Regions from separate parts of the Mus musculus genome. Here region 1 is linked to region 2. The links are chromatin contacts, called in public HiChIP or PLAC-seq maps. All regions are on one chromosome and are shown on one strand. The core of a region is the stretch at or near the end of the contact, and the rest is flanking DNA. Distances in the headings are between cores, read along the strand shown.

Evidence for each region. HiChIP or PLAC-seq counts read pairs in DNA pulled down with a chosen protein or histone mark.
Region 1: an H3K27ac HiChIP or PLAC-seq map of large pre-B cells shows a contact between it and region 2, with 2.8 times the contacts expected there. The contact joins two enhancer-like sites. A contact is called at or near these places in 3 of 39 promoter capture datasets (hematopoietic stem and progenitor cells, liver and pre-B cells), 2 of 15 datasets of contacts at CTCF or cohesin (CD8 T cells and large pre-B cells), 5 of 484 Hi-C or Micro-C datasets (B cells, the G1E-ER4 cell line, embryonic stem cells and 2 more), 3 of 115 datasets of contacts at active chromatin or transcription factors (large pre-B cells, memory CD8 T cells and pro-B cells) and 2 of 9 other capture datasets (adipose tissue and liver).

What each region holds. Positions count from the first base shown.
Region 1 is chr13:24,607,921-24,613,194 of GRCm38.p6, forward strand. It overlaps a transcript of Ripor2 not described here. Among named protein-coding and RNA genes, the nearest start is that of Ripor2, 28 kb to the right of the region's middle. Within about 2 kb of position 3,066, at least 4 of the 459 cell types and tissues checked have an H3K27ac peak or open chromatin away from gene starts, as enhancers often do.
Region 2 is chr13:24,334,934-24,339,906 of GRCm38.p6, forward strand. The region is part of intron 1 of Cmah (cytidine monophospho-N-acetylneuraminic acid hydroxylase); the gene reads left to right. It overlaps Gm11342 (predicted gene 11342), which reads right to left. Exons shown (of 4, transcript NR_167750.1): 3 at 2,319-2,449; 4 at 1,766-2,018. Among named protein-coding and RNA genes, the nearest start is that of Cmah, 10 kb to the left of the region's middle. Within about 2 kb of position 3,153, at least 98 of the 459 cell types and tissues checked have an H3K27ac peak or open chromatin away from gene starts, as enhancers often do.

The sequences.
Region 1 (5,274 bases), core at 1,816-4,315, 270 kb after region 2:
TAATTTGACTCTGGACCTGCTACATTCCAAACTCTTCACAATTATTGATGCTCTAATCTGCTGAAAGTCCAGATACCCTGAAGTTGGAACAATATGCAAGAAGCCTGAAAGGCCTGGAGAGGGCTGTTATCATCTCTTTGAATCACTGGGACAGCCGTACTGTTGGTGGCCATGATCTTGTGGTCACAGCACTTTGCAATTAGACACATCTTATGTGTATTTTTGCTGGCAAAGTCGCCCAACGAAAAGGTTATTTCTAGCTTTGCAATCTTTTCAGTATTCCCCCGTGATTCCAGCTACTCCACAGTTTCAGTTCCTCTCTCCTACCTTGTTCTTCTTTCTACTTCTTTTACATCTATTTAGTTCATCTTCTCTCCCCTGTTCTTAAGTTGGTAAATCTGAAAAAAAAAATTGTTGAAAAAATTGCTGAAGAGATGGCTCAGCAGTTAAGAGCACTGGCTGCTCTTGTAGAGGACCTGGGTTTGACTCCCTGCAGCCACATGGAAATTTACAACCATCCTTAAGTCCAGTTCCAGGGAATCTGATGCCCTCTTCTGATCTCCATAGGTACCAGGCATGCAAATGGTATTTATACATAATGCAGGCAAAACACATGTACACACATATACACACACATGCACAAAATATACACAAATTACAGACTGAGATTATTGCAACCTAATTCTTCATACCAAAAGATAATAACCTTTTGTTAATATTCCTTGTCATGCATAGATACACTAAGCACAAATACTTTTACCTCAGAGCTTCCCACTGCACCTAAGCTCTGGTAGATAGATCATTATTATTTTTCAAATGAATGAATGAATGAATGAGTGAATGAATGAATGAATGAATGAGTGAATGCAAGAAGGAAGCAGTTTCTCAGGGCAAGAAGCAGGCCTTGCACAATTGCCATCAGACTTACATAACAGGAAGAATATAGAGTACCCAAATGTTGCCCATCCCTGAGCTTATGTGAAGGTCTACAGTGAGACTTAGCCCACGTGTGACCAATCAGCCTTTGGTCCAAGTGACTGAGGTGCATCCTCACATTGATTGGAAGCAAATTATGTTATTCTCCTCTTAAACTGCTTTTACTGCTGTCTGCCTCACTGAGAAACTTGGGCTTCACTTTCCCTTTCAGATGTACCCCTTCCTTCTTAGTCACAGCTCCCTCTGCACAAAGAAGTGACGAATGTCTGAGACGATAAAGGGCAATTACTTCAATCTGATCACTGCACGTTGGATACATGTATTTAAATGTCACTGTGCACTCCATAAAATACATAATTGCAATATGTCAAGTATGATAAAAAGTGTATTGCAAAATAAGAGTGATTAGCACTGTGGGTTGGGGATATGGTTCTGAGCAGCTAAAATGCTTACCACGCAAGCATGGGGGCCAGCGTACAGCTCCCTAAACCCTCGCAACTGGGTTTCCGACCTGAAAAGGCAAACACGTGGGATCCCCAGGGAAAGGTGGCTAGAGAGACTAACCATGTAACTGAGAGATGCTAGCTTACAAGAAAAAGTGGAAGATTTCTAACATCAAATTTAGGTTTCCAAACATGTACACACACACTCACCACAGGAAAAAAATGAAAAACATAAAATAAATAAATAATGTCAGTTTGGGTCCTCAACCTGTCACAGTCTAGAATCACCTGGGAAGAGAGCCCCAATGCAGCGCTGTCTAGATCGGGTTGGCCCATGGTCATGCCTGTGACGTTTCTTCCTGATTGTGTTAAGTTAGGTGGGAAGGCCCACCGCTATAGGAGGAGCTGTTCCTTTGGTTTGAGTCTTGGACTGTGTACAGGTGGAGAGGAAGAAGCCTGAACAAAAGCAAGCATACATGCCCTCATTCTCTCTTTGCTCTTCGCAGTGGCTGTGAAGTCCAGCCTTGACTTCCTGGAGATGATGGCCTGCATGCATAATGATCCTTCCTCCCTTAGGGCTACTTTTGTCGAGTGTTCAACAGAAACAAGCACACTCCTGAATCTCTCTCCTTCCCCTCTCCCTGTCCCTTCCTCTCTGCTTCCTGGGCCACTGAGATGTGAACAAGCAGCTGCCTCATACTCATGCTGCCTTGCAGCCAGTGATCCCCATACCCTCCCTGTTGTGATGAACTATAGCTCACAAACCATGAACCATGCCTCCCCTCTCTGACTTTGCCTTTTATCTGGTATTTGGTCACAGCAATGAAAAAAAATGTAACTAATTCGGGGGTTCATGAAAGAGATAGCTCTTGAACTAAGCTCCGAAGATAAGTAGACATTTTCCAAGTTGGGAGACCAGATAGGAGGGGCCTTCTGGGTAAGGAAGCCATGTAAGCAAAGACTTGCAATGGGGAGCTGAAAACAAAGCCCATTACCCTTATTCCTTACAGATATTCTGGTCAGCATGGTGTAGTATTGAAGGATGTGGACTCTGAGGCCTGGGTCAAATGTCAGCCTCTCTGCCACTTACCAGACTCAAGATTTGGGCAAGCCACTTTACTCTTTGAACCTTAAATTGCAGATACTAATTATACCTGTGTATAGGCTTGGTGTAAAAATTCAGTAAGCCAATAAGTTTAGAGCTATATGCAGCATTGTATATATGTTAGCTTTTACTTACACATGTTCTTTTTCCATTCTGCCCACTTGGGGATTTTTATATAAATTCAATCATACTATTTGTGTTGTATAAGATTTCTTAGTTTGTGTAATATTCAGGAAATTCTTACATATAAATGCATTATCTAATTCCATTAACTTTTCTCCTCACCTAACCATCAAACATGCACAGCTTCTTTCTCAGGTGATTGTAAAATCTGGAGACAAAGGCTGTGTTTTCTGTATCTCTGCGTTCAAGAGAGTCTTCGCAGCTTCTGCCCTGATTTTGTTAGTTATTTTTAAGACATCTCAATTGGAGCGAAGGAGACTAGAGGAGAGATGATTTGGATATAAAATATCTCCCATGGGCTCATGTGTTTGAGTAGTTGGTCTCCATCTGGTAACACCATTTGGGGGGATTGTGAGACCTTTAGGAAGTGTGTCTTCAGAGGAAGACGTGGATCAGTGAGTCCGGTTATGAGATATACACCAGCTGTTCCCTCTGCTTCCTCACAGCTGATACTATTACTCTCTCACTGCTGATACATCATTCTCAGCTGCCACAAATATAAGCCATTCCCAACCACAGCTTCCGTCCTCCTCTGGGATGAACTGTATCCTCTTGAACTGTGAGAGCCAAAAATGGAAATTTCCTCCTTCACCGTGTTTCTGTCCTTGTCTCTGTCTGATATCACATTCTATTATGGCAGCAAAAAAAGTAACTGATCCGAGTACTGAGGGTTACTGAGACTTTATATAGGGCATGTGTCTTAGTCACTGTTCTACTGCTGTGAAGAGACACCATGCCCACGGCAACTCTTATAAAAGAAAGCATTTCCTCGAGGCTGGCTTACAGTTTCAGAGATTTACTCCATTATTATCATGGCAGGAAGCATGGGGGCTGGAGAGGTAGCTGAGAGTTCTGTATCAAGATCTACAAGCAGCAGGAAGAGAGAGACACTGGGCCTGGCCTAGGCTTTTGAAACTTCAAAGCCTGCTCTCTAATCCTTTCAAATAATGCTGTGCCCTGAGCATTCAAATAGATGAGCTTATGGGAGCCTTCTTACCAAAACCATCACAGCGTAGGGAAGGTGCATTCTCCATCCCCATAGGGACTTTGAAATGTGCTCTAAGATGCCCCATGGGGCTTTTAGATGGGATGATTAGAACAGAAACTTACTGTGCACTGTTGTCTTCGAGTTTTATTTCTGTGAAGAGACACCATGATCACAGCAACACTTCTAAAAGAAAACTTAACTGGGGCTGGCTTACAGTTCAGAAATTCCTCAGCCCATTATCCTCATGGCGTAAAGCATGGTGGCATACAGGCAGATGTGGAGCTGTGTAGTTAAGAGTTCTACATCTGGATTGGTAGGCAGTAGGAAGAGACAGACACACTAGGCCTGCCTTGGACCTTTGAGACCTAAAAACCCACCCCAGTGACACACTTCATCCCACAAATTCATACCTACTCCATCAAGGCCACACTTCCCGTGGGACTATTGGGGTCATTTGTATTCAAACTACTACAACTTGTGTGGTCCTGATTTAAATTATTCTATTTAATCCTCAAAACTAGCCAAACCCGTGAGCACAGTTGTTTGCTGGGCCTGTCATGACAGTATACCATGAACTAGGTGGTTTTCAACAGTGATACTCACTGCTGCATAGTTCTAGAGCCTGGAAACCAGAGGTCAAGTGTCGTTAGAGATGATTCCTTCTAAGGGATGAGAGAGAAAGCCCACTCATGTCTCTTCTCGTGCTTTATTGGCCGTCTATGGTATTGTTCATAGATCTCTGCCTTTGTCCTCAAGTGGTGCACTCTTCTTCCCATGTCTCTCTTTAAATGTCCTCATTTTATAAGAGACCTGTTCATATTGGATTAAGGATCCCTGTTCCATTATGATAATGAGCTCAGGATCCCCCTACTGCATTGTGATGATGTGTGCTCATGTTCACCACTTATAGTCATCACAAGCCCTATTCCCAAATAAGGTCACATGACGACTCCAGCGCCTGGTTCTGCAGGGACACAGTTTCACTTATTCAGAGGTAGGGAAACAGACCTGAAAAGGTTACATTGACACAGATGGTTGTGACCGAACACCTGGCAAAAAGCAATTGAAGGAAGGAAGGAAGGACGGAAGGTTGGCTATTTGGCTAAAGGGTTTTAGGGTCTAGTCCACCGTGGCTGGGAAGCACAGCAATGGAAACGCGAGGCAGCTGGTCACATTGTGTCTGTAGTCAGGAAGCTGGGAGATGAATGCTGGTGTGCACTCTCTCTCTCCTTTTCATTCAGCCCACTGGATGGTGGTCGGTGGGACACACTTGACGAGGCTACGAACACAGGGCGATGGCTGAGAACGACTCGGCTCCCATCCTCTCTTTTGTCTCAACTGCGCAAGATAAAACTCTATACCACAGCCAGGTTCTGACATCTGGACCTAATTCACTCAGCTTATGCTATTAATTCACCAGAAATAGCATTTTCATAGGAACTGGGGTAAGGAGGTGGGTGGCCAGAAGCAACGGAGATCTAGGGCAAGCTGTCTGCCTCTTGCTATTTTTCGAGTGAACACTACTGGCTTTTGGGACAAGACAGTTCCTCCTACCCTAATGGGCAGTTCCTGTCCATTTGCAGGAAGCGTCCTGCCCTAAGGGGCAAGACCCATGTACC
Region 2 (4,973 bases), core at 1,903-4,402:
AACCCAATCCTAGTACCAGAAGGTTCATTTGGAGACAATAGCTGTCCAATTGGGGCTACCTTACCTCATAATTTGGTAATATCTTTTAGATTATCTTCATACATGTGTATGTTTTAGGAAACTTCTACTGTATTAGGTTCCCATATTACCCCTAAAATGTCCTTAATTTTAGCTGTCTCTTTCTATATTCCCTCTTTGTCCCCCTGTTCCTTCCTCCTCTCCATTTGACCCTCCTATTTCAGCCCCCCCATCTATCCATAACTAAATATTCTAATTCACTTTTTTAGGGGGATCTACTCTCTCCCCTCAGTCCCTTATCTCATACTTAACCTCTGTGGTTCTACAGATTGTAGCTTGGTTACTATTGACTTAGCAACTAATATCCACATACATACCATATTTGTTGTTCTGGATATGGGATACCTCACTTAAAATTATTTTTTCTAATTCTATCCATTTATCTGCAATTTCATGATTTTATTTTATTTAATGGTTGATTAATATTCAATTATATAAATGTATAACTTTTTTTTATCCACTACTGTCAAGGGAGGATATTTAGGTTGTTTTCAATTTTTGGCTATTATGAATAAATAAAGCAGACACGAATATAGTTGAGCAAGTGCCTTTGTGAATGGATGAAGCATCCTTTGGGTATATGTCAAAGAATGGTATAGCTGTATCTTGAGGTAGATCAATCCCACCTTCCCGAGGAACTGCCACACTGATTTTCATGGTGGCTATACATGTCTGCACTCTCATCAGCAATAGAAGAGAGTTACCCTTGTTCTACATCCTTGCCAGCATGAGCTATCACTTGTCTTAGCCAGTCAGACAGAGGTAAAATGAAAGCTTAAAGGACTTTTGGTTTACATTTCCCTGATGGTGAAGGATGTTAAACATTTAAATGTTTCTCAATCATTTGAGTTTCCTCTTTCGAGATTTTTTTGTTGTTGTTATTGTTTAGATCTGTATACCACTTTTTTCTTTCTTTTTCTTTATTAATCAATATTGCATTTCTCACATTTTACTTGTCTTTTAGTGTCTACAATTGAACATTATGCTGGTTACATTTTCAGAGATTCTAATCAATTAGAAGTGAGAAGACATATTCTCAGGGTTTTCTCGTCTGTATCATAAACATACATAAACTTTTTAAATTTAAACAAAATGTAATGTAATGCTGCATTGATAGGCAAGGTTGTTTGACTGTCTCTTTTTTGTTTTGTGGAAAACTTCACATATAAGGAATTCATTATATGATCTATGCTGTCCTCTCTCCCACTTCTGTGTACCACTTTTTAACTGAGGTATTTGTTTCCTTGATACCTAGGATTTTTTTTTTTAGATTTTTTTCCCTATATTTTGAATAGTAGCCCTCTATTAAATGTGTAGTTGGTAAAACATTTTCCATTTTGTAGGCTGCCACTTTGTCTGAATAATGCTGTCCTTTGACATGCAGAATCTTTTCAGTTTCACAAGGTCCAATTAATTAATTGTGGATCTTAGTGACCATGTTAATAGTGTTCTGTTCAGAAAGTCTTTTTCTGTGCCAAAGAGTTCAGGGCTATTTCCCACTTTCTCTTCTATCAGGTTCAGTGTATTTGATTTTATGTTGAAGCCTTTGATCCATTTGGAGTTGAGTTTTGTGTGAGGTGACAGGTATGGATCTATTTGGATCTTCTAGATGCGGCTGCCCAGGTTAACTAGCACCATTTGTTGAAGATGCTGTTTATTTTGTCTCCATTGTGTATTTCTGGACTTCTTTATAGGTGAACACATGAATTCTTTAATAGCACAAGTTGTCTTTGAGTTTCAGCATAGACTTTCTAAGCACTACTATGTACTAGCAACCTGATTTCCCTTTAGTAATCTGAATCTGTCATCCCGGCGACTTGTCATTGTCTTTCTGTGCCCTTCACTTCAGTAGTAGGAGGAAACCCAATAGTTGTTGTTGGCACTCCTGGCCTCCAACCAGCAGAACTCAGCATCATGGAAGGAGATGAAGAATCCTGCAACTGTTAGATAAGAGAATGAGCAGAATTATCCTCCTCTAGAAAGCCAGACTGGCAGGAGGAATGACATCATACATTGCCTGTCATATACGTTTACTAGTGGCTGTCTGTGAGAGCATATTCTTCTAGACTATTATACCCTAACTGGTACATTTAAAACTTGAGTTTTGGTTAGCCCATTCCTAGCCTGTTACCTGGGATCCCCTTGTTTTCTAGGACATGGGTCAATCCAGTGAGATTGAGCAGGTGTCGTGGCACACACCTGTGGTCCTAGCAGTTGGGAGAAGCTGTCTTGGCACACACCTGTAGTCCTAGTAGTTGGGAGAAGCTGTCGTGGCACACACCTGTGGTCCTAGCAGTTGGGAGAAGCTGTCGTGGCACACACCTGCAGTCCTAGCAGTTGGGAGAAGCTGTCGTGGCACACACCTGTGGTCCTAGCAGTTGGGAGAAGAAGGAGAATTGAGAGTTCAAAGTGATTCTTGGCTACATAGCAAGTTGGAGGCCAACCTAAACTATGTGAGCCCTGCATCAAAGTGAACCCTGCCTCAAAACAGTGCTGATAAAAACCAGTGCACTCCACAAGGATGTGCTGTGAAGCAAAAATCCATGGACTACCACGAAGATTGTATTACCATGGTGTCACCGTGACAAAATATCTGACAGAGGAAACTTAAGGAAGGGCTTATTGGGGTTCGTTCATCCTTTGAGGGTATAGTCCATCATGATGGTGAAGGCATGGTAGCAAGAGAGAAAAAGAGTGGGGGGAGGGGGATGGTGGTACTCAAATCACTTTTACTCTCTCCAGAATCTCAGCCCATGAGAGTACAACCCAAGTTCAACGTAAATCTTTCCTTGCAGTTAAACCTCTCTGAGAATGCTTACACACACACACACACACACACACACACACACCTCAGTTTGTTTCCTAGATGACTGTAGATCCATTGAGTTGACAATGGTGAGGAAGCAACACAGGATAGTGGTGTTGTGTGATACGTCCCAACTCTGAGAGCAGATCCAAATTTGGACTAGAATTAATTTTGATGAGGAAGAAACACTCCCCTTTCTGTGGTACAAGAGTCCCATTATAATCTGGGCTGCCACTAGGTGGCAATGGTTCTGTACTAAGGACTCAGCTGACCTCTGTTCTTGACATATGGGTCATCTGATCATTCTTTAAAGAGGGGAGTCACGCTAGCCACCTCAGCCACTAGTACCCCTTTGTATTTAAGGGGGAAAGGCTGATGTAGAGAATGGCCCCTTGTTCATCAGCAGTGGCTGTCTTTTGGGAAGTGTATTAGTTATTTTTTCGCCTCTGTGATTAACAACTCAACAGCACAAGGGTTTATTTTGGTTCCAGGTTTGAGGTTTATAGTAGCAGGAAAGGCAAAATGGCAGAATTGTCTTTGGTGAGGGTGCCATGTAGAGCTTGATACAACTGTGTGCCCACATCTGGGCAGATCAGGAAGCAGAGAGTTGGGTGGACTTCTGCTTAGTTTCCTTCCTCCTCTTCAATTTTAGCTCATGGGGTGGAGTCATTCACATGCAGGGCGGGTCTTCTTGTCTCTGTAATCTTTGGACAAGCTCTCACAAATGTTCCCAGAAGTAAGTCTCCCAGGGTATTCTAAGGTCAGTCAAGCTGACAACAAAGATGAATTACTTAGAATCCAGATACACACTGGCTGTGAGTTTCCTAATACTGTTCTCCATCCAAGAGTAGACGTGTTCCTACTGAAACACGTCAGAAACAAGGCAAGCATGCCAGCAATCAACAGTGGGGCCCCAAAGGGGGAGAGAAAATGTCTTCTCTCAGAAGCCTTGAACCTGCCTGCCAGAACCATTTGCGAGAAAAGGAAGGGTGAAGCCTTTTTCCACTTCCTGAGTTCCCATCTGTCAATGTTCATGGAGTGTTAACCTCTCCTCCTTTTGTGTTGTTTGTGTGATGTTGCTGAGCCAATCCTCAGGGCACAGATGCACCATCAGATGGCACCTGAATGAGATTGGGTAAAGAAGTCAGAAGTGCTGAAGAGCTCCCAGCATAGAGTGTACACCAGGACAGGGGTTGCACCTTAGTGGCAGAGAACTTGTTTATCAAGAGCAAGGTCATAGTCTCAATTCCTAAAACTGCAAATAAGCATTATTGTCAGACAGCTGTAAGAGAGAAAATACTGTCTGATTTGCATAAATATGATTATTTATATAGAAAATCAAAGGGATATCACAATGTAAAGTAATTGATAAGATTGCAACAACCTTTCCAGACTGAAAAATATATGAAGTCCACACTGTATCTGCAAACTCTTTAGAAAAAGCATTAGAGCTGGGCCATGGTGGTGCATGCCTTTAATCCCAGCACTCAGGAGGCAGAGGCAGATCTCTGTGAGTTCAAGTCCAGCCTGGTCTGCAGAGTGAGTCCTAGGAAAGCCAAGGCTACACTGAGAAACCAAAGGAAAGAGAAAGGGGTCAGGGAGGGAGATAAAAGGCAATAGAAAAAAATTCCTGTGTCTGAAACAAAGATGTTAAAATATGATAAAATTCAATGGAGACTTAGAGCTGTTTGCGATGGTGGTTTCTCCGTTCTCTGTGTGTAGTACATTATTTTGTTGTTGTTGTTATTTACGTATATGGGGGAGTATATGTATACTTGTATGTTCAGATACCTTTGGAGCATCAAATCCCTTGGAGCTAGAGGTATAGGCATTTGTGAGCTGCCAGATGTGGGTGCTGGAATCTAAATTCTGGTCCTCATGACATAATAGCATCTTAACCACTGGGCCATCTCTCATTAGTATCCATAAAAAGTGCTTTTGTAAAGGGTATTTTTAAAGGCTTATTTTATTTTTACTTATGCATATACGTATATCTGTGTGGGGTATACGCATATGCCCAAGGAGGCTCATTATTGGGCTCCCCTGGATCCAGAATGACAGGTGACAGTAAGCTCCCAACCTGAATGCT